Regions from separate parts of the Mus musculus genome. Here regions 1, 2, 3, 4 and 6 are each linked to region 5. A link is a contact called in public Hi-C, HiCAR-type, HiChIP or PLAC-seq and capture Hi-C data. All regions are on one chromosome and are shown on one strand. Each heading gives the region's core, a stretch centred on a gene start, on an enhancer-like site or on the middle of the called end of the contact. The rest is flanking DNA. Distances are from core to core; before and after follow the strand shown.

Region 1 (3,620 bases), core at 516-3,015, 1.5 Mb after region 5:
TCCCCCTTGATCACTAATTGAGAAAATGCCTTACAGTTGGATCTCGTGGAGGCATTTCCTCAACTGAAGCTCCTTTTTCTGTGATAACTCCAGCTGTGTCAAGTTGACACAAAACTAGCCAGTACAGATGGATTTCAATCGTGGGAGGTCAGAATGGCAGGTTCCATCCATCTGTTGGAGTGGGTGGTGGAGGCAAAGTCTTGTTCACATAGGAGCAGAGCAGGAAGCAGAAAGTTGTGGGATTGGGGCTGGGCTATAAACATGAAAGTCCCACTTTTAGTGACCTACTTCCACCAGCTCAGCTCTACTCCTAAAGGTTCCAGGGTCTCCCAAAATATCACCAGCTATTGGGGAACAATCTTAAAAACAAACAAACAAAACCTGTAGGGGACATCTCAGATTCAAACTTTCAGATTTCTTTATTATTTACTATATATAAGGAAGCCCAGTTCATATACTGTAGCTGTCTTCAGACACACCAGAAGAGGACATCAGATCTCATTACAGATGGCTGTGAGCCACCATGTGGTTGTGGGATTCGAACTCAGGACCTCTGAAAGAGCAGTCAGTGCTTTTAACTGATGAGCCATCTCTCCAGGCCCCAGATTCAAACTTTAATGTGCTCAGCATGACATTCACTGTAAGATTCTTTCTCCATGTCCTGTGCTCTGATTTCTCTCCTTTTAGATATTCCTGAATCAAGTTTCTCACATAGTCCCCTTTTCATAATTTGTCGGCTTATTTGATGCTTCATAGAAATTGGATATAAGGGCTGTCGAGAAGGTCCTGAGTTCAAATCCCAACAACCACATGGTGGCTCACAACCATCCGTAATGAGATCTGACACCCTCTTATGGAGTATCTGAGGATAGCTACAGTGTACTTATATATAATAAATAAATAAATCTTAAAAAAAAAGAAAGAAATTGGATATAAGATCTCCTGCCAGATACACCTACCTTAACAAGTCTGACTGTGCTATCTAGCTATGGGACCTCAGATGAGTTATACAACACTGTAAGCCACATATCCCTTAGCTTTGAAACAGATGATTTGTTTCCATCAGGGGTGGCTTCAAGGATACTTAAACAGAAAAGGAAGCAAGCTCAGCAGCCGAGCAACAGCATTAGCACTAACTTGCACTGTTTGTCTATTAACTTGTCTTGAAATAGTCTTGCCATGTAGCTTTTGTTGGCATCAAAGTTTCAATCCTTCTGCTTCCACACCAGCTCCTCTTTCTGACCTTTTAATGTCAGGTTTTCCCAGAGGGTGGTCAGATAACTCAGGATCTTTCCAGGTCTAACCCAGTGTAACCCCCAAGTAAACCGGCCACACGGGAAGGGGAAGACAATGATGGACAGCTAGTATTCAGCTGACTTTGTCTTATTGTTTTCTAACTTACTCCGAAGAGGCAACAACTAGTTAAGTTTAAACCATCCAAACTAGGATGCCCCAGGGACTGAAGGTGTTTCAGAGATGTTAAACAAATAATCCAAAATATCATTGTATTTGCTCCACGACCTGGACAAGTCAATGAACAAAACCAAGGGACCGTCAAAAGCGATGGAAGTAGGTTTTGAGAACGGAGCCCTGTAGGCGAAGCAGGGATCCATTTCCCAATTTTAGCAGAGATGACTTGGGATGCTGGAGCTGTGTGCAGGATTAAGAGTCCCAGTTCTTTCCCCAAAGAGCACCGTGCGCCACCTAGAGGAGCTGAGGGCAGTTGCACGTTCGAAGTCGAGAGAACTTCGGTTTCTATTGGTGAAAACTTTCTGTATTCGTTGGCAGCTTCTCTCTGCACCATCAGAACCTCGGAGCTGTTGGCACACGGAGGAGGTGATCCGAACCTGTCGCTGCCACGGGGCAAGGTGGCTATTTGGTGGATAAAACGGCCAGGAGGCGTAGGTAAGTCGCGGTCCCCGCGAGGTTCTCTGACTTGAGCTCCTACACATCCGAGTTGGGAGGTGGGGGGAGCCGCAGCTTGGGAGTTGGGGGCGGGGAGCTCATTTGTGCCAAGTTTGTTTTTCGTGTTTATTACACCCAGGGTTGGCGGGTCGGTGGCGTCCGAGGGCAGAGTGTGTCCGTGAGGCGTGGGTCTAAAGGCGCCCACTCGGGAGCGCGTCCCCGTGTCTCCGCGTTCTCGCAGTCTCAGGCTTCGCTTTCCCCGAGCTTTTCAGATCACGAGTGTCGCGGGCGGAGGGAAGCAAAGATAACTGGCGTCCCCGCAGCGTCCTGGCTGCATCCCTGTCCTAGCTGCCTGTCCTCAAGGCAGTGACCCCTGAAGGTGTCCTGAAGCAGCGCTGGCGAGCCCTACTGGCCTGCCTGCAGGAAGCAAGGCACAGTGCAGATGAGAAGCCCTGGGCTAGGGAGAGATGACTTAGGGTGACCCATGTTCCTGGAGGCGCTCAGGACAGTGTCATGGTTGCTTGGGAGCTGTGGGAAGTTGTCTCTGGAGAGAAGAGGACTTTTGCGGTGTGACTTTACAAAACAAGGGCCAGGAGAGGTAGCCAGGCATCCTCATTGCGGCAGGACAGAGACGAACCCAGGCGGTCCCCTGGCTCTTCTCAGTTCCTCAAAGGCATGAACCTTGAGAACCCCATCCTCATATCCAACTGCCCTGGACTTGTCAAGGTAGCTGAAAAACGTTTCGCCAATGTAAGCAAGCACACTCCACCTGAAGTCCGTCTACCTGCTGACCTGGAATTGAAGCAATTCCCTGACCCGGTGAGGGATTTGCCCGTGGAAGAGAGAATGCTTGAAAAGGGATATTACTCTAAATGAGAACGAAGGCTCAGAAAACAAAATCAAACAAACCAAAACCAAGCAAACAAAACAATATACCTCCCCATGTATTCTGGAGGTGCCCCTATGGCAAGTTACACTGCCAAGTGCTAGATCTTCAGTTGAAGTTGTGGTTCGAGAGAGCAAAGGTTTGGGGCCCAGTTAGTAAACTTGGGATTTCTTAGACAAGTCCCAAGTCCAAATAGTCGTCAAGGCACCTCCATGACCCCAGTTCCCTTGGTGAGAGGGGAGAACACAGGTTCCGTTCCCCTGAGAGTTAGAAAGATTAATGAACTGAAGGGACAGAGGTATCCTGGGAAAGCCTTACGTGTGGCCTTTACAAGAAAGTGACCAGCACTGTGGCCACAGCTCCTGTCTGCAGTGGCCAGCAGATGCTCCATGCAAGCTTGGTCTTTTCATAATTCCGTGTGGCAAGGGTCAAAGCACGTCTGTTTCTTCATTCCCCCCACCCCCAGCTCTCAGTTCCTCTTTGCCGTGCCACCTGACCCTGCTCCTCAAAATCTTTTATTATTAGATAATAGGAACTGTGTTGCCTGCAGTGGTGGTGCACACCTTTAATCCCAGCACTTGGGAGGCAGAGGCAGGCGGATTTCTGAGTTCGAGGCCAGCCTGGTCTACAACGTGAGTTCCAGGACAGCCAGGGCTATGCAGAGAAACCCTGTATCAAAAAAAAAAAAAAAAAAAAAAAAAAAAAAAAAAAAAAACCGACAATAACAACAAAAAGGAACTGTGTCTTCTCATTCATTTCTTCAGAATCTGTATAGAGTTGAGGAAGGGGTACGAGGAACGTTGATGGAATTTGAGTTTTACAGAACGAA
Region 2 (3,270 bases), core at 153-2,652, 1.6 Mb after region 5:
AACTTTCTTTTTTAATAAAGGTACTTTAGGGAGCTTTGGAGGTAAGGGTCTTCGCAGAAGTAGTGGATGCTGCTGGGTTTTGAGTGAGCGATAAATGCTCTTTTTCATAGCTGCTGGTTAAGTGAGAACTGAACTTCCTGAGAACGAATCGTTACTGAAAAGAAGTGGTTATCACTTAGAAAATATCCTTACGGAAACCATTCTGAGTTGCTATGATACTGAGTTTAAGCAGGCTAGCATTGTAAGGAGGGGGGGGGGGGAAAGAGTAAAAAAAATCATTTAAAATTTATTTTTGAAGTACTTTTAAAATGGCATATTTTTAATACAGGCTTAAGCATGGAGCTTAAGAAAGACAGAGAGGCATTCAAAAAGTTTAACGTTTTCTTTCTGTACTGGATATTGAAACTCTGGTCTCATGCAAGGCCATATCACTGAGCCAAATCCCCCTGCTTTCCAATTTGCTTAAAATTAGAAGTTGGGAAATACATTTGTAAGCCCAACACTTGAAAGCCTGAGACAGGAGGGTCAGCCTGGGCTACACGGGGAAGGGTGGTTTCTTTTAAAAATTTAGATTAATAATTAATATAGATAAAACATATTCTATTATTAATCTAGACCTTGCTAACATTTCCCGTGTGAGTATGAAATTCAACCAGCCAACGCTATTTTCAGTCAGTAAATGGTGACCTCTCTCCCTGCAATATAGGCATTGGCATTTCATTCACTACCTCCCAAATATTATCAGTATAGACTTAGAAGGGATTTTGGAAAAAAAAAAAAAAAAGAAGGTAAAGGCCTCTGAAATCCCACAGTATCTAACCATACACAAACGGTTTTCTTGTATGGCGATGGCTTGTTTTAACTCTCAGCTGACTTAATTTGTCCATAATTATGCAACTCCAAAATAAGACAGGCTTTTTAATACAATGAGATGTTCCAGGATGGCGGGGAATCCCAGAGAATAGGGAAATAAGGACACCAGCTGTCCTCCGCCCCCCCCCCCACGCCCCACCGCCCAAAATAAGTCTTTGTTTTCAGGGCAACCTCAAAAGTGCCTGGCACAGTGCAGCTCCGCGGAATGCCCGGCAGGCAGGGAACCCTGGTGCGGTGCAGAAGAGCGGTTTACCCGCGAAAGGTAACTGCAGGCCAGCGCTCGCTCCTGATTTGTCGGCTGGTAGCGCGTGCCCGCCCGCCACAAGTTTCCTTTTCTAGTTGGTGGGGAGACCCCATCACCACCCCCCAGTCCCCAAGTGTCCAGCTCCTACGGACCCTGCCTTCAAGCACACAGACCAGATTTCCCACGTCCATCTCCTTTATCCCTGAGTCCTGGCTGCCAGTGACTGTCTAGCGAGGTCTCCAGTTAGGTCTAATTCCATGTTTGTGCTGGACGCAGCTCCTTTAGCAGCATCCCCAAGCCCTGCTACAGCCGAATTACGCTCATAGTAAGGACCACCAACTAGTCCCCGCCCCCCAACACTTCCCCACCCCCCCGCACCCGCACACCCCCCCCCCCCAGCTAGCCCGGTAAGAAGCGCAGGCGCACGAGGGTTGGGCACGTCGGGAACTAGGGGCGGGGCATTGAGCCCCGCCCATCTGCCCCGCCCACTCGATCCACCCACTGATTTCGCCACCTTAGGCCAGTGGCCCCTAATTCTGCTGCGGGCAGCGCAGGATGCCCGGAGGCTGAAGTGGTGGAGCCGGGAGGAGTGGCTCCACGTGTAGCTGTACGGAAGGCTGTGGTGACAATCGTTATTACTATTCTTACTCTTAAAACAGTGGCCACTATTATTTACTTACTTTTCTCCATGACTTGACACCGGTGTCTGGAGACTGGGTTGGCATTTTCTAATACGGCTACACTTTTGGGCAGCTGGCCACCGTTACTCATTTTGCAGTAAAACCCTTGTCTCCAAATCGCACGTTCTGTTTTCCTTCTTGTCTCTTGGGTGCAACCTGGTTTGTCTTTCTGTTTTTAAAGTTCTTGGTGGAAGTGGAACTGTGTGGGAACCGAGAGCTGTAAGGCAGTGAGTGGTTCCAAAGCTCTTTAAAAGGACACCCAGGTCTCACTGTCACGGTGGTTGGCTGTGATTACCGGTGTTGGTGCTGTCTCCATGTTCAGTGGTAGATATACCGCGCTTGTTTGCCTGTATGTGCTTGCTTCTCTGGAGATTTGAGAACGAAAACTGGAAAGAACCTATTACAGAGACGGGAAAATCCAACTGAGAATTCAAGTAAGGGGCACTTCCTTCCAGTCACCTCCCTTAAGTGTTTCTCTTCTTAAATAAGGGTGTGGGAATTTCAATAGCACCTTGGGAAATCAGAGACTTCTAGATTCGTTTACTAACCAAGTCTTCCTTTTTCTCCTAAGAGCAAGCATATATTTTGAACCAATGGGAAAATAATTAAAGATGAATCTGGGTAATGCTGTACAACTGTTGTCCTGTGGTGTGTTGGTTGGTGGTTTTGTTATGTAGATTACTTTGTTGTTTACTAGGTACCCTTTCCAAACCAGGGATTTTATTTCACTTTCGTCTGTGTTTGTTTTACATTGCTTGGTTTCCCTGAAAGACAGGAAGCAGACAGAAAGGCAAATCTGGTGGCCACGTTTGTCTCAAGTAATGTATATTGTTCATTATTTTGTAAACAGCAGAAATGTTTCTATTCTTAAGGATAAAGGTGTGGGCAGTCTATTCTTAAAAGCTGAGACCTACTGGAATTCAGTTTCAATGACAGATGTGTTTCAAATGTATGCTTAGCTTTGCATAGTCAAAAATCAAGGCAAGTGCATTTGTTAATTAAAAAAAAATGCTTTGTCATTCTTTGCAGGTTTCTTTTGGCAACTACCATGCCAGACCCAGGGCAGTTTAATATGTAACCTCAGCAGTTGTCAGTATTTTGTTTTCTATAACTATTGCTGTAACTATAGTTCCAACCATTTAGAGAAATGAAATAGTAATGAAAATTAAATCCCTGGTTTGATAAGTCTTCTACGCCCATGTCAGCTATTCTACCATACCTTACACATTTTCCATGGGAATGACAGAAGCATGGGATAAAATTGTGAAAGCCTACATTCCACTCAGTTCTGATTACTTTAGCACTTCTTGTATTTAATTTGTTATTTTTGAAAGTACGGCTACCTCACCTTCTCCTTCCTTCCTTCCTTCCTTCCTTCCTTCCTTCCTTCCTTCCTTCCTCCTCCTCCTCCTCCTTGTCTTCCTTCATCCTGTTTATCTCTTGGAAGGGAGGGTGTTCCCGCTTTGGCTTTAA
Region 3 (3,213 bases), core at 228-2,727, 1.3 Mb after region 5:
CTTCATCTTGATTTAAAACAGATTGTGTCGCCAGGGCAAACAGCTGAATCTAAGTTCCCGCCCCCACAGCTGTCCAGCCTCCCACCTGTCCCAGGACCTCCCTAGAATGGAACGCCCTACCCCCCCATCCCCATCCCACACACACATACACACACACACACACCACCCCCACTTCACTGATTTTTGTTTTTTCTGCAAGACTTCAAGCCTCTATGGCTTTCATTAAAATCCAACTCAAACTACTAGCATTCCACCGAAGGTGGAGGCGTACGTATTCGCTAGGAAATAAATGGAAGAGAACAGGGCACTAGCAAAAAACTCTCACTGTAAAGCTAAGTGAATCGGATCCCAGCCAGTTCCCTTCATGCTGCAGGAAACGCTTTCATCCCTCCAGCCTCCAGCCCACGCCATCCACGTCACACTCCAGGCGACAAAATGAAGGAAGGTGACTGCACGGCAGCGTGTTCTGTTCTGTCTGTCTTTCAGCAACTTAGCCTGGCAGGCAAAATTGTTGAAAGTGAGGAACAGAGGCAGAGCTGCATAACTCACGGTGAGTTAAGAGAAGTGGGTGGGGCAGCAGCCTTGGAAAGCATGACCCATCCATCCATAGTCAGTGATAAAAGGTGACATGCTTAAACACATCCCTCAAGGAAAAGGTTGACTTCAATGAAAAGCAAGCAAACACACACCCACACACACACACACACACACCCACACACACACACACACACACCAAACCTGATGAGGATGAGTAGGTGTTTTTCAAAAATCTAACTAACCATACTTTGTTTCACTGGTGCTGGGAAGCTCACACTTTATAGGTGGTTTAAGACTCTTAAATTAGGGCCTGTGAGATAGCTCAGTAGGTAAAGGTGCTTGCTGCCAAGCCTGAGAACCTAAGTTCAATTCCCAGGTCTCACATGGTAGAGAAAGACGGACTTCTGAAATTGATCCTCCATATGCATGGTGAACACACACAAACGCACTACAATAAATAAATGTAGTAAGCATTTATAAACTAATTTTATTATTATATGTAAGTACACTGTAGCTATCTTTAGACACACCAGAAGAGGGTGTCAGATCTCATGACAGATGGTTGTGAGCCACCATGTGGCTGCTGGGATTTGAACTCAAGACCTTCTCTCCAGCCCATGAACTGATTTTAAAAGGCTCTTAAGCCAATCACATTTGTGGATCTCCCCATCCTTACAGCTTGTCTTGTCTCCCTCACTCTCCTTCCATACCTGTCTCCTGCAGTACCACGGCACTTCTGAGAGCCCCTACCCAGCCTTCACATGCTAATCACCCGAGCACTATATCTTATCTTGCACAAAAAAACCTGGGCCGGTCCCTGGCAATTACCACCATTAATCAGAAACTGCTCCCAAGATAAAACCAGATTGCATTAAACATACCAGATGATGAGTCCCTAGCTCACAGGGACTCTGTAGCCTCCTAGCAGCTGCTCCCAGGAGAAGCAGAACGCTGGCCCAGTCCGAAACCACTCGCCCAATTACAGTGGAGGCCAATGACAGGCCAGCATCTTTAAACCACACTAAAAGCTTCAACCTCGGCTTACTCTGGGCCACGCGCCAGAGGGATCGGCTATTATACCGGGCAGCCTGGCCCCTTGCAAATACTGTTTTCCCAAAAGGCTTCAGCTTTCACTGAGCAGCTCCTGCACAACAAAGCCAGTTCAGGGAAATTACCGAGGACAAACTTCCTAAAGAAACAGCGAGTGTAAAACCTTCTCAATAGGCAGGCCCTGTGTCCCTGCACCCTGCTAGAAAACCCTAGGGGAGGGCAAGTTGTTCAAATTAGAAACTAATTTATATCCTTAGCTTATTCTTAGTATGAAATGATTTCAACAGATACGATAGAATAAAAAAAAAAAACAACAACAACAAAAAACAAAACAACAACAACAACACATATACTGAAATTTTTCATCTTTCAGGTCCTTTGACCCCTGAACAGTTCCTTTGGGGGTTATGCGAGTGTCGTTTGTCCTGAATATTCTAGAGCCACACTTTCATGTCAGTAGTACAGTGAAGAAGCTCAACAGATACTGGAATCCAATCCACTTACAAGGGTTCCACAAGCCCGTACCTGTTGCCAGAGGCAAGGTCAGGATTCACACTGCTTTTTAATGAGCCTCTGCCAGTGAGCCTCATGCAGACACTTGTCTGTTAGCAAAGATGCAAATCATACCCACCCAGGCTGAAGGGAAGCAAATCCACTCAGCAGTCAAGATGTGGCAGGTTAGCTCTGTGCCCTAGGTAGGTCTTCAGTGTTGCTTAACGGTCTCAACCAGGCGGATGGCTGGCCGAAGGAATCCCATCAACACAGGAATCCCATCAACAGAGAAGGCACGAGTTAAGCCTGCTAAACGCTTAACATGGTTGCTGTTTTTGAAAGGTGTAGAGTGTGTGTGTGTGTGTGTGTGTGTGTGAGTGTGCGTGTGCGTGCGCGCGCGTTATATAAATCATGGGTAAGTATGTGTAACATTCTAATAATCCCAGCACTCTCTTGAACTAACATCGGGTAAGTATGGCAAGCATTTTACCAACTACGCTACCATTCCAGCTGCTCTATGAAAGTTGCGCATCTCGCACATTTTATCCCTGGGCTCCTTCAGCAACGTAGCATGTTCCATTTAACTCAGCTCCTTAGGACTGCTTTATACACCAGCTTATGCAAGCACCCTATCACAGAGAGAAGAAGAATGCGGTTTGATAGGGTTTAGAGTCTTATGTCTGCAGCACAGGCAATAATAAACCTATTCATCAAATAAACCCCTTGAGCACTTGAGAACACAAACTAGAGAAGACAGAAAGAAGCCTTCAGGATCGACAGTGGAAGCTGTTCAGGGCAAGCTCACCCACCTGAGGACTGTTCCACTTTATCGCAAGGCAGTGTCCACAAATACTGACCACAAAACCACAAGGTAACTGGTGGCTTTACATTTTCTTGACATGCTGGCTTTATAAAACTTTATAATATCGAGGGTGTTAAAATATCAAATTTATTCAAATACAATAAGAGTCTGACTTAATTCTTTTTTTTCTGAGAGATCTAGTTAGGGCAACAGCCAAGAATCAGGTACAGCTCCACTCCCCCATTACACCTTACCTCCACCTGGCTCCTCTCTAACACCAGCAGAGTCACCTGTTAGGAAGCAGATGCAAGTCTGTGGCGCACCTGTTAAAT
Region 4 (3,264 bases), core at 523-3,022, 1.4 Mb after region 5:
CTCTTAGAATAACTTCTACTTGAGAAGCTGTAACTATGAGGTCCTATCAAGAGCCTCTCCAGCTGTTGAAAACTGAGTTCTGGAATTTCCCCTCTGCTTACCCATTCCTGACAATCCTTAAACCCAAATATCACCGTTTAATGACTCCAGAGGAGTGCTTCTAGCCTCCAATGGACTCAGAACTCCATCTAAATTTTCAATTGGTCTCCTGATTAAATGTTTATGGAATTAACCAGAAACCTAGCCTCCGAAAGCCACAGCTGGCTCCCCTGCCCCGCCCCCTAGTCTTCCTTTATAAGTAGCTGAAGGACCCCATCTGAAAGCCAAGCCATTCAGAAGCCTAAGAGACCTGATGCAAGTCGGAAGAGACAACGACAGTCGTGAGGTCTAGGCAATGGCACAAAAGTGGGGCACCCACTGCCCTGGGAAACGCTAGGCGCTCGCTGGGGTACAAATCGTCCCGCAAAGAACAGAACAGGATATGGTCGGAAACTTAAGTCAGATCTGCACGGATTCCCAAGGCCCCAACCCTCTTCCACCACCCTCCTTCCTGTTTATGGGTCCACTCCCACAACTCCGACTACTAAAGGGAAAGCAGACATCTCCAAAATATGTCAACACATGACACAACTTGAAGAAGCAGGCTGCTCTGTGGCGCGGGTTACAACTTGCCGGGCTCACACTGGCAAACAGGCTCACTTTAATTACTTTTCATTTACTATGCCACGCTTCCCCTCCAGGGCCCCCGCAAAGACCGGGGTTAGTGAGAACCGGGGAGCCCCGGTGGAGGGAACCAAAATGTGTGGGCGGAGAGCCAGACACCAGCCTCTGCTCGCACAGGCGCAGAACCAAGGTTGGCACCGCCTCTCTGGCTGCAGCAAGCCACGGTCGCGCGGCGCGGAGGCCGGGGCCCCGACACTACGCGGAGAGGACAGGGCTAGCCGACGGCCGGCCACCTTTGTCTGGCCTTCCCCACCCACCAGGACGCAGAATGCTTCCATGTAGAGGTCCACGACTTGGTTCGTGTTCTGGACTTGCTCGCGGTCGCCCGAGATGCCCCCACTTCCCGCGCGCCAGGAACAGCTCCTAGGCGCATCCCTGCGCTCCTGCACCACGGTCGCAGGTCGCCGGGGCCAGGAGGACCACCGTGCCCGCTACAACCACCGTGCTCGTTGCAGAACCCGCTCCTGCCGAGCCAATCTAGTAACACATTCGGGCCCGGCGGGAAGGAGCGACAGCCCGGCTCGCACACGCGTGGCCAGCCCCGGCCTTGTCTCACCTGCCCGAACCGTGTCCGAGAGGTCATGTCCCGGGGCCGTAGTCCTGGGAAACTCCTTCAGCTTCCTGGCGCTCAGGTTCAAGCCCCCAGAGTTGGCCGCCTCCTCCAGCGCGCGCTCCAAACCACGGTTCAAGGGCAGGTTGAAGCCGGTGCCGCCGGTGCCTCCGTGGTGCTGGTGGTGTTGGTGGTGTTGGTGGTGCTGGTGGAGATGCGGGTGCAGGGCGGTTACCGAGAGAGCGGGCGCGAAAGCTTGGGGTTCGCTTCCCGGCGTCGCCATCTTCTCCCGGTCCCCCGCCCCGCCGCTCCTGCGCGGGGTCACAGGTTTCCCCGGCGGTCCCGAGTCCCCGCAGCGCTCCCTCGAAAGCCGCGGGACTGCGGGAGGGGCGGCAAGCGGCGCAGAGGTGGAGGCAGCAGTTCGATCGCCAAGGTTTCCAGCCGGGGGAGCCAAGGGCTGCGGCGGCGGCAGCGACGGCAGCGGTGGCGCGCCTGTGTCTGCTCGTGCTCGCGCCCCCGCCCGCCGCTCCTCCTCCGCAGCTTGTTGGCGCTCCACCCCCGAAGCTGGCTGGAACTGGATGCACATTCTGGGTGACTTTCTCTCCAGCCCGACCCCTTGTAGTTTACACATCTGCGGGCCAGGGTATTTTGTCGGTTTCGTTTTTGTCTTCTGGGATTTTTTTTAAGCCGTTTATGAAAACCCAGGCGAGGCGGGAGACAAGATTTGGAATACAAGGTCACAGGGAGGAGAGTGGTTCTGGTTGATTGATCCAGAGTTGCCCCCAAAAGCAGTTTTTCCACTGTGGGTTTACCCTCACGGACGCCCCCTGGCATTTAGGTGCTTACCATACAAAATCTCTCACTAAATCCAGGAAATCTGTGAGTGGAAAAATTGCTTCCTTCAGCGAGAGGAAGTTAAAGCGAGCCGCGATCACCCCTGCAGAATTCGAACACGCAGCCCACAGTCACCAAAATTTTGCACCTTCACTACAGACCACAGGAACAAGAAAGACTTCAGGGCAAATAGACAAATCTATAGAGGAAGGGCTTTGAGAAAGGGTAATTTTTATGATAAAATACCCAAATTATTACTCCAAGCGTTAGAACGCCAAAGACCTAGTGATCACAAAGGTCATATCTTAAACCTAAGCCTAGGTACTATGAAATGTTCCGGGTGCGCCACCTTCTTATTCATGTGAGGCATGGGAACTGAACTGTCTGATTGCAAACAAATCTTCTGCCATGGGTTGACCTACAGTGGGCGCCTGAGCCAGGCCTTGCACCCCATGGAAGAGCCAGAGGACCTGTGTCACCTAAAGCCACCCAGCTGGAAGACTGATAAAGCCTCCATTCCCTTCCCACACCTTAACAGCCTGGGACCCAAAGCTTGATAGTCTCTATGGAGTGACTCGGCTTGGAGAAATGAGGCTGGAGTGAAGTATGGACATGATACAACTTTATCATACATACTACAGTAATGCAGATCTGTGATAGTCTAGGCAGCCGCGTGGACCTAATGACTTCTTGGGCTCAGCACTAAGTATGACATGATCTATGTCACTTGCATGGACTTCGCTACAGGGCTACCCCTTAATTCCTGAGATTCCAGGCTGAGAGCAAATCCTACTTATTCCGGAAGAAACAGGCGCCACCTAGTGGTGTGCCGCCCTCACCCCCCACCACCTTCCTCCTCTCTGGCTCCACTTCCTTCAAGTCTCTATGATTTCATAAACTGTGCCTTAAGCTTAGTTTTGTTTTCACCCTGTTCTGTAGGCGGTCTCTTCGATCTGTTGCTTCCTTTGTGGTGTAGAAGCATTTTCATTTCATTCAATCTTGCTTGACAGTTTTTGTAATCATTTCCTGTGAGCTTAGGGCTCTTTTCAGAGAATCCTTCCCAATTCCTGCATCATGGAGGGTTTTTTCCTGTTTTCCTTTGACCATTTAAGGTTTTTGAGTGTTATATTAAGTGCTTTGATCCATTTTGAATTGAT
Region 5 (3,233 bases), core at 155-2,654:
ACTGGAACGTTCTGGAAGAGCAGCTGTGGCTCTTAACTGTGGAACAGCTGCCTTTCTAGCCCCAGTATTTAGTTCATTTCGATCATATTCACCCATTTTCGACTTTTGTTTCTTAATTCTGCAGGCTTCACTTTCCTGTCTCTTCTTTGATGGCTGAACACGTTTCATTTGGCTTGCTTACAGGAACACAGGCTACGCCACTGAATGAATGCACTCCAATGCCAACCATTAACTTTCAACCAATCCTCAAGGAGGGGGGAGGCCTCATGAGACCATTACCCCCTCCATGAAAGGATGCTGCTGATGGGTTTCACGGCTAGTGGGGTATCTCCCCCCCCCCTGTGAGTTGTAGAGTAGTCTGGAGTTCTTTAACTTCTCATTGTAGCTTCCATTGGGATGGGATTGCAGGCATAAACTATCAGGCATGCCTTGGGGTGGGTATATTTTAAAGTTAGCATACAACTCATAGGCTTTCTTACAACTCATAGGCTTTCTTACACCATTTTTATAGTAGTTTTGGTTGATCCCTTCCTTCTTTCCCTCACCGCCCTGTTCCTTCTTACATGAGTCTTATTAGTTACTGTGCCTTCACACAAACATATTATTGTGTCTTCTCATGGGGCCCTCTATAGTTTCTGGCCTCTAATCCTTGCTCACACATAAATACATACATATAAAAATTTAAAGATAGCATATTTAAATTTGAGAGAACATGTAATAGGTCTTTCTGGGTCCTGGGTTACCCCATCTTTTTCAGTTCAAATGTGATAGTATTTTCTTTTCTTTTCTTTTAATATGTATGCATTGTTGGATATATGTATGTGCACGTGTGTGCTGGTGCCCAGGGAGGCCAGAAGAGAGTTTCAGAGCCCATACGCAGTGGTGAGCTGTCTGACATGAGGCTGGGAATTCAGCTGAGTGCCACAGCCGTACCAGCTCCAAACTACTAAGCCATCTCTCTAGCTCTCTCAAACACTTTGTTAGGAGTGTTTTCAGTATGGGCGGCTTCAGTAACTAGTGAGTAACAGTCTTTTGAGTATCAGTGGCACTGTCTTTATTATTTTGTGTTATGTTTTATTTTAGTATCTATTGTATCCTAAAGGCTCAACGCATACATTCGCTTTCCCTAAGTAACCCCATTTCACTTGTGAGGCCACTAGGGCTCAGAGAAGGTAAGAAGACTGAAGTAGCAGCGTCACAGTTCTCTAGGAAGCGTTCTGATGGCCCCTTGTCCACATGTCACTGAGGTCAAAGTTCTGAAGGCCAAAGTTTGCTTTGTGCCTGCCAAACCCGGCTCCTCCGGCAGCGACGGGGTTAACGCGAGGCCCCGCCCCCGAGGATTGTCCTTGTCTCGGGCCGGGAGCGCCCCGAGAGCAACTGCGTCTCTGCGCCTGCGCGGTGCCCAGGGGACGGGTCGGACTCAGAAATGGCGGCGTCCATGTTCTACGGCCGGCAGTTGGCCGCGGCCGCCCTGAGGAGCCACCGGCCGCAGACTACGCTGCGAGCCGCCGCCCAGGTAAGCTCGCCCTGTTCGCTTTGGCCGCGGGGGTCGGCGGGCAAGGCTCAGGGGCGCGGCCCAGCTCCGGGGCTCTCAGCGGCGCTGGCACGGCCGGGATGCCCTGCTCTGCACAGAGGCTGCGGGCCAGGGCTGCGAGCTGGCGCTCGGGGCAGCTGGGCTCGGCTCCGTCCCCCGGCCGCTGGAGGCCCGGCAGGGCGGCCTGGCAGTCGGCCTCACCTGCGGGAGCCTGCCGGAGCGATCCCAGAGGGGACGGGGGCTGTCCTTGCCCGGGGCCAACGCTTCCGGACCCCCTTTGGGTAAGGGGATGCCCTTCAAGTGTACTTTGAGGTCCAGCAAACTGTCGTAGGTGGGAAGGACTTAGGAACACCAGCAGAGCTGATCTATCAGTCAGTCCTGGTAGTGAGTACTGATAACGAGTTCTTCAGTTTCCCAGCTGATTAGATGGGAGAGTAAGGATTAGATGGGAGAGTAAATCTTTTAGAGGATTTCACTTCTGGACAGACTCTAGTACCTATTTTGCTGCTTTGTTTCTCGACATTTAGGGAGTGTCAGATGTTGTCCTAAGGTCATTAGGCTTGTCAACAGCACAGGGGTTGTCATTAAGGCCAGTAACCATTGATGACGATCTGATGATGGCTCAGAGAAGTACTTTGGCCTAGGAGACATAGCAGTCTGAGACAGAACTGAGGTTTAGTTCCACAAGGGTCCATTTCTGAAGCTGTGTGCTTGTTGTGTCTGTTCTACAGCATTCAAACACAAAAAGTGGGTACTGGGAATGCAGTTTATTTGGTAGAGGGCCTGCCTGGCATGTAGGAAGTCCTGGGTTCTATCCCCAGCATCCTTGTAACCTTAGCACTTAAGGTGGAGGCAAGAGAATGAGATATTCAAGGTCATCTTTTACATACATAGTTCAAGGCCAGCCAAGGCTTGTCACTAAATAACAAAGACAAACCAATTAAACAACAACAAGCCCCAAACAAATTGGCCCTCAGTGTTAGTACCTTAAAACTTCAAGAGCGGGATTAGCTTTCTAAGATAGAGTTTTGGTTATGTTTTGAAGTAACTAGACACATCATAGGTGGATAGATTTAGCCCCCTCCCTTCCTTAAATAATGCTGCCAAGTTTTAAGAGGATAAGGATTTAGTGAACAAATAGGATTTTATTCTAATAGTTTTTAATCTATTTGAAAATTCCTTTAAGAGAGATGCCTTTGCATCTATGGGATGCTTGATAAATTGTCTTTATTTCAGCTCTTTCTCTTTTACCATAGCATTAAGAATGTATCTTGGGGGGCGGGGGCTGGAGAGATGGCTCAACAGTTAAGAGCACTGAGTACTCTTCCAGAGGTCCTGTGTTCAATTCCCAGCAACCACATGGTTGCTCACAACCATCTGTAATGGGATCTGATGCCCTTTTCTGGTGTATCTGAAGAGAGCATCAGTGTACTCATATACATAAATCTTTAAAAAAGATGTGGCTTTGGAGTTGCTCTTGTAGATGAGGACACAATATCTTAGGAGGAAACTTGTTCAAGGTCATACACTAAATTTAGTAATTCAGTTCACTGAAAGAAATTATTCCTCTGAGCAGGGTAGTGGTGTCTCAGACCTTTTAATCTTAGCACTTGGATCCCTGTGTTCAAAGTTAGCTGATCTACAGAGTAAGTTCCAGGATAATCCAGGATACACAGAGAAACCCTGTCTTGGAAAGAAA
Region 6 (3,716 bases), core at 723-3,222, 1.3 Mb after region 5:
AACAGAAAGAAGAGGAGGGTCAGAGAGAGGGCTAAAGAATGGAGGGAGCAGAAGGGAAGGGAGAGGAAAGGGAGAGGTCAGAGAAAGAGAAAGGAGAGGGGAGAAGAGGAGAGGGGAAGGGAAGGAGGCAGTCCAGAGAAAGGGGAGGGGAGGGGAGAGGTGGGGGGGGGGGTAGAGAAGAGAGGAAGGGAGAGAAAGTAAATTTAGGACTTAGCTATAATCAAAGGCACAGGACAGAAAGCAAACCCCTAACCTAGGCTCCTAACAGAAGGCATCAGAGCCCAAGCAGACACCCCCAAAGTCTGAACAATAAATGTTCTCCACTCCAGAAAAAAACAGGAAAAGCAAATGCTCTCTAGACATGAAGCAAAGGCTAAGAGGGCAATTCACTTGTTAATCTCCAATGACAAAATCTAAAAGCAAACGGTACACTTTGGTGAAAGACTCAGGAAGACCTGAGCCATGCAGAGATAAACAGGCTTTGCAAGGGACCGTGAACTTGGAGGGGTGATTTGTGTTTGTTTTTTGGTTATTTACAGTTCTTGGGCTTCTATAAATACAGAGCGGATATCAGTGACTCCATTTAGGGCTGTTTCCCTAAGTAAAAACCTCCCTAGAACCTCTCAGCCTGTTGGCATGTTAGAGTCACTTCAGAAGCCTGGGGATCACGACTGGAGCCATGGGGATTCTTGTGGTATCCATATGATGCCCCGACAGTCTACAGGGATGGGGGAAGGGCAATGAGCACCCCTGCCCGGTCCCACCATGGAGAACAAAGCCACTACTACAATTTTGAGCCAATTTTGAAACAAGCATTAATTAAATACTGGCCAGGATGATGGACTCTGGCCAGGTCTATTCCGGGGTTCCCAGAAAATGGCCACGAGTCACATTTTACAAAGGCTTATAAAAGCAAACCCATAAAGCCAGGTATTTCCCACCACATCCAATCAGGGGCAAGCATATATCCTGACATATGTCCTGCCTCTGTACCTCCCACCTACATGTGATCAGGGACATCTGGTGAGGTTGGGTCAAGCTGCTTTGGGGGGCAAACACTTCTTATATAAATAGCCCTCAGCATTTCAGGGTGTATCTGTCTTAGGGCAAGTGGCTTACAGGTTAGAGGTATTTTTGTTTTATGTATCTCTTAGGCATAGTAAGTACTTAAAATATAACTTTGGGAAAGTGTGTGCCCAGAGACAGGGCTAATCTGGAGAGGATGTTGGTTTGGACACACAGAGAGTCCCATAGCAGGATCCAAAGGTGGGGCTGAAAATACTGCCCAAGTTGGAGTCAGCCCTCGCTGGATCTGAGCCTTACTCCCATTGTCTTCTCAGCAAGTTTCCAATACAAACCGGGCAACAAAAATCTAACCAGGAATGAAGTTGTACATATTTTGAAAGAGCCACGGACATGGAAAACTAGATTTTCTCCTTCCTTTGTTGACATGTGCGCTCCACACCAGGTGTCTTCCTCCCTTGCTGTCCACCTACTTATTTTTTGGAAAGACTCCCCTCCTCCCCTGGTCTCTATTCTGGGCTTATTTGGAGCTGGCCAGGAAGCCCCAGGGAGCCTCTTGTCTCTGCCCACCCCCTACACACCTTATTTTTAAAGTAGGTGCTGGGATTGAACTCACACTTGCACAGCAAGTACTTCTGAGTGACCCATCTTCACAGCCCCCTCTTCTTTCCCTCCTTAACAATAACGAGCCAAGGCAGATGCCTCTGTAATTCCCAGTAAGGTTCAGACTAGTAAAAAGCAGAACTAATTCCCAGCTGTGTGAACAGCCACCAAAGCTTCCTGAGAGCCCTTTCTCGGCTCAGCCTCAGAAGCCGAGCTCTCGGAAAGATTGACTGTCCATCTGAGTAAATCTTGTAAAAAGAAAAAACATTAACTGGCCCATTTTTGAGCCTGGTCAGTAGACACTCCACAGCCTTGTGAAAGCTACGTGACCTCTGATCAGGTCTTTAACACATTTTCCAAATGAAGGGACGTCTCCTGGGTGCCTTTGTTCTCCACCCAGCCCAGGCGGGCAACTGCCCTTGCTGGAATCCCACCCTGGGGTCTTGCTCTGCAGTGAAGAGTCAAGTACACACCAACACAAACACACTCGGGGCAGCAAACCGGCACCCCTAAGACACGGTCTGCCCACATCCGCTACTTAATTGAAGTATTCACACGAAAGCCAAGCAGCCAGAAATAAAACAATGAGGATCACGCTGCCAAAGCAAGCATTGCAAATCCCTAAAATAAAGTGGCCAAAAGAGTAAAAATAAGCAGGGTAGAGAAGGAAAACAGTATGTGGAACCCAGTGTGCAGTCAGCAAGATTGAGCGGAGGGACGCTGTTTTTGTATAAAAAACGGAAAGTGGTAGTTCACGAGGAACGGGTTGAATCCCTTGTGTGCCAGCAATAACATCCGAAATCTGCAGCCACTAGCATCCTCCATGTACAAGCTCTGATGGGCCAGGACAGCTGGGGACCTTGTGGACCATATCCTGGTGGTCAGAAGAAAAGTCCCACTCTTGGAAATCACTATCATGAGCCGGTTCAGGAAAACCAAGCAAGACCATAAACATACTACCATGTAATTAACTTCAGAAGCCAGCATCCCCTTCCTAACCCAAGAGGGTTGCAGCCTCAGACTCCCAGGAGATACCTAAAGAGCCCAGATAGTACTGAGCCCACCTATCCTTTTATTCTATATGTGTGCCCATGATAAAGTGGAATTTACAAACTAGGCAAAGCAAGAGAATACCAATAAGGGGAGAGAGAGAGAGAGAGAGAAAGAGAGAGAGAGAGAGAGAGAGAGAGAGAGAGAGAGAGAGAGAGAGAGAGAGAGAGAGAGAGAGAGAGAGAGAGAGAGAGAGAGAGAAGTAGAACAGCTTCCATAACAAACTGTGATAAAAGCTGTGTGGCTTTGGTCTCTCTATTGAGGGGGAAGGCTTATGTTATTTTTGGATCACAGCTGACTGTGATTTTTGGATGAACAGTGACTGAGACAAGATAGTTAGGAACTACTGTGTCAGTACCAGCCATGAGGTCCTGTCAACTGGGTGAGATGTGTGCCCGTCACAGGGAAGTGCAAAGCCCTGGCTCACTTGCACCTAAGACCTTGTACCTCCAAATGCTCTGGAAAGCTCTTTCCACTTTGATATTGTGGCTTCTCCTGAGGACATGTTGGGTGGTGGGGTGGCCTAGGGTCACCACCCTTCTCCAATTAGTTAGGCCAGGTCTCCTCTATCTCTCCATCTGAACTTCCTCGCTGCCCCACAAAGCCTTCTAGCTGGGAAATCTACTTCCTATCACTCTCCACACACATAAGAGTCCAGCCCCATGATTCAACACTCACCACAGGAGGGGCATTAGAATAAGGGAACAAGGCTCCAGGCAATGTTGAGTCCTGACTCTGAAGATTTTACCACCAGAGACTTCGAGGAGCAAACAGGCAGAAATAGCAAGCAAATTCCTAAAAGCCTGGAGAGAGTCCAGCTCTCAGGCACATATCTCTGAGATCCACCAAGAAGTAGGTCTCTCACTGATAAGCTCTCAAAGCTTTATCTATCACAACCATTTTCTGTCCCATAGTTTCTTTTTTCCCTTAGCACACAGATAGCTATTTAGTTGTGTATGGTGTTTGCGTATTTAACTTCATAAGTTCTACGGCAGTGAGGCCCTGAGACACACAGCTAGAGCTCTGTGAATGTTGCTGAA

The links. Hi-C and Micro-C count contacts between places; a contact is called where the count stands out from the background. HiCAR-type assays count read pairs that join an accessible place to other places. HiChIP or PLAC-seq counts read pairs in DNA pulled down with a chosen protein or histone mark. Capture Hi-C pulls out chosen DNA fragments and counts their contacts.
Region 1: a Hi-C map of B cells shows a contact between it and region 5, with 10 read pairs. The contact joins the promoter of Rubcnl here to the promoter of Sucla2 in region 5. A contact is called at or near these places in 6 of 39 promoter capture datasets (the 3T3-L1 cell line, 3T3-L1-derived adipocytes, the C10 cell line and 3 more), 1 of 484 Hi-C or Micro-C datasets (B cells) and 6 of 115 datasets of contacts at active chromatin or transcription factors (astrocytes, embryonic forebrain, embryonic midbrain and 3 more).
Region 2: a Hi-C map of B cells shows a contact between it and region 5, with 5 read pairs. The contact joins the promoter of Lrrc63 here to the promoter of Sucla2 in region 5. A contact is called at or near these places in 3 of 39 promoter capture datasets (hippocampal neurons, liver and pre-B cells) and 1 of 484 Hi-C or Micro-C datasets (B cells).
Region 3: a contact with region 5 is called in a HiCAR-type map of astrocytes, with 4 times the contacts expected there. The contact joins the enhancer-like site here to the promoter of Sucla2 in region 5. A contact is called at or near these places in 3 of 39 promoter capture datasets (embryonic stem cells, hippocampal neurons and neural stem cells) and 2 of 115 datasets of contacts at active chromatin or transcription factors (astrocytes and large pre-B cells).
Region 4: a capture Hi-C map of embryonic stem cells shows a contact between it and region 5, with 9 times the contacts expected there. The contact joins the promoter of Lrch1 here to the promoter of Sucla2 in region 5. A contact is called at or near these places in 10 of 39 promoter capture datasets (the 3T3-L1 cell line, HPC-7-derived erythroid cells, cranial neural crest and 5 more), 3 of 115 datasets of contacts at active chromatin or transcription factors (embryonic forebrain, forebrain and large pre-B cells) and 1 of 9 other capture datasets (embryonic stem cells).
Region 6: an H3K4me3 HiChIP or PLAC-seq map of pro-B cells shows a contact between it and region 5, with 6 times the contacts expected there. The contact joins the enhancer-like site here to the promoter of Sucla2 in region 5. A contact is called at or near these places in 2 of 39 promoter capture datasets (embryonic stem cells and neural stem cells) and 3 of 115 datasets of contacts at active chromatin or transcription factors (embryonic stem cells, large pre-B cells and pro-B cells).

What each region holds. Positions count from the first base shown.
Region 1 is chr14:75,014,262-75,017,881 of GRCm38.p6, forward strand. It overlaps Rubcnl (RUN and cysteine rich domain containing beclin 1 interacting protein like), which reads left to right and starts at 1,766. Exons shown (of 14, transcript NM_198642.2): 1 at 1,766-1,905.
Region 2 is chr14:75,129,481-75,132,750 of GRCm38.p6, forward strand. Lrrc63 (leucine rich repeat containing 63) reads right to left here and starts at 1,403. Exons shown (of 10, transcript NM_027581.1): 1 at 1,291-1,403; 2 at 1-154. The coding sequence starts at 108. It also overlaps a transcript of Lcp1 not described here.
Region 3 is chr14:74,882,939-74,886,151 of GRCm38.p6, forward strand. The region is part of intron 1 of Lrch1 (leucine-rich repeats and calponin homology (CH) domain containing 1); the gene reads right to left. Among named protein-coding and RNA genes, the nearest start is that of Gm10847, 38 kb to the right of the region's middle. Within about 2 kb of position 1,478, at least 100 of the 459 cell types and tissues checked have an H3K27ac peak or open chromatin away from gene starts, as enhancers often do. A contact at or near this core is called in astrocytes, hippocampal neurons and neural stem cells, where this site is marked.
Region 4 is chr14:74,946,105-74,949,368 of GRCm38.p6, forward strand. It overlaps Lrch1 (leucine-rich repeats and calponin homology (CH) domain containing 1), which reads right to left and starts at 1,773. Exons shown (of 19, transcript NM_001252132.1): 1 at 1,280-1,773. The coding sequence starts at 1,556.
Region 5 is chr14:73,551,382-73,554,614 of GRCm38.p6, forward strand. Sucla2 (succinate-Coenzyme A ligase, ADP-forming, beta subunit) reads left to right here and starts at 1,405. Exons shown (of 11, transcript NM_011506.4): 1 at 1,405-1,516. The coding sequence starts at 1,427.
Region 6 is chr14:74,865,474-74,869,189 of GRCm38.p6, forward strand. All of the region lies in intron 1 of Lrch1 (leucine-rich repeats and calponin homology (CH) domain containing 1), which reads right to left. Among named protein-coding and RNA genes, the nearest start is that of Gm52135, 49 kb to the left of the region's middle. Within about 2 kb of position 1,973, at least 69 of the 459 cell types and tissues checked have an H3K27ac peak or open chromatin away from gene starts, as enhancers often do. A contact at or near this core is called in pro-B cells, where this site is marked.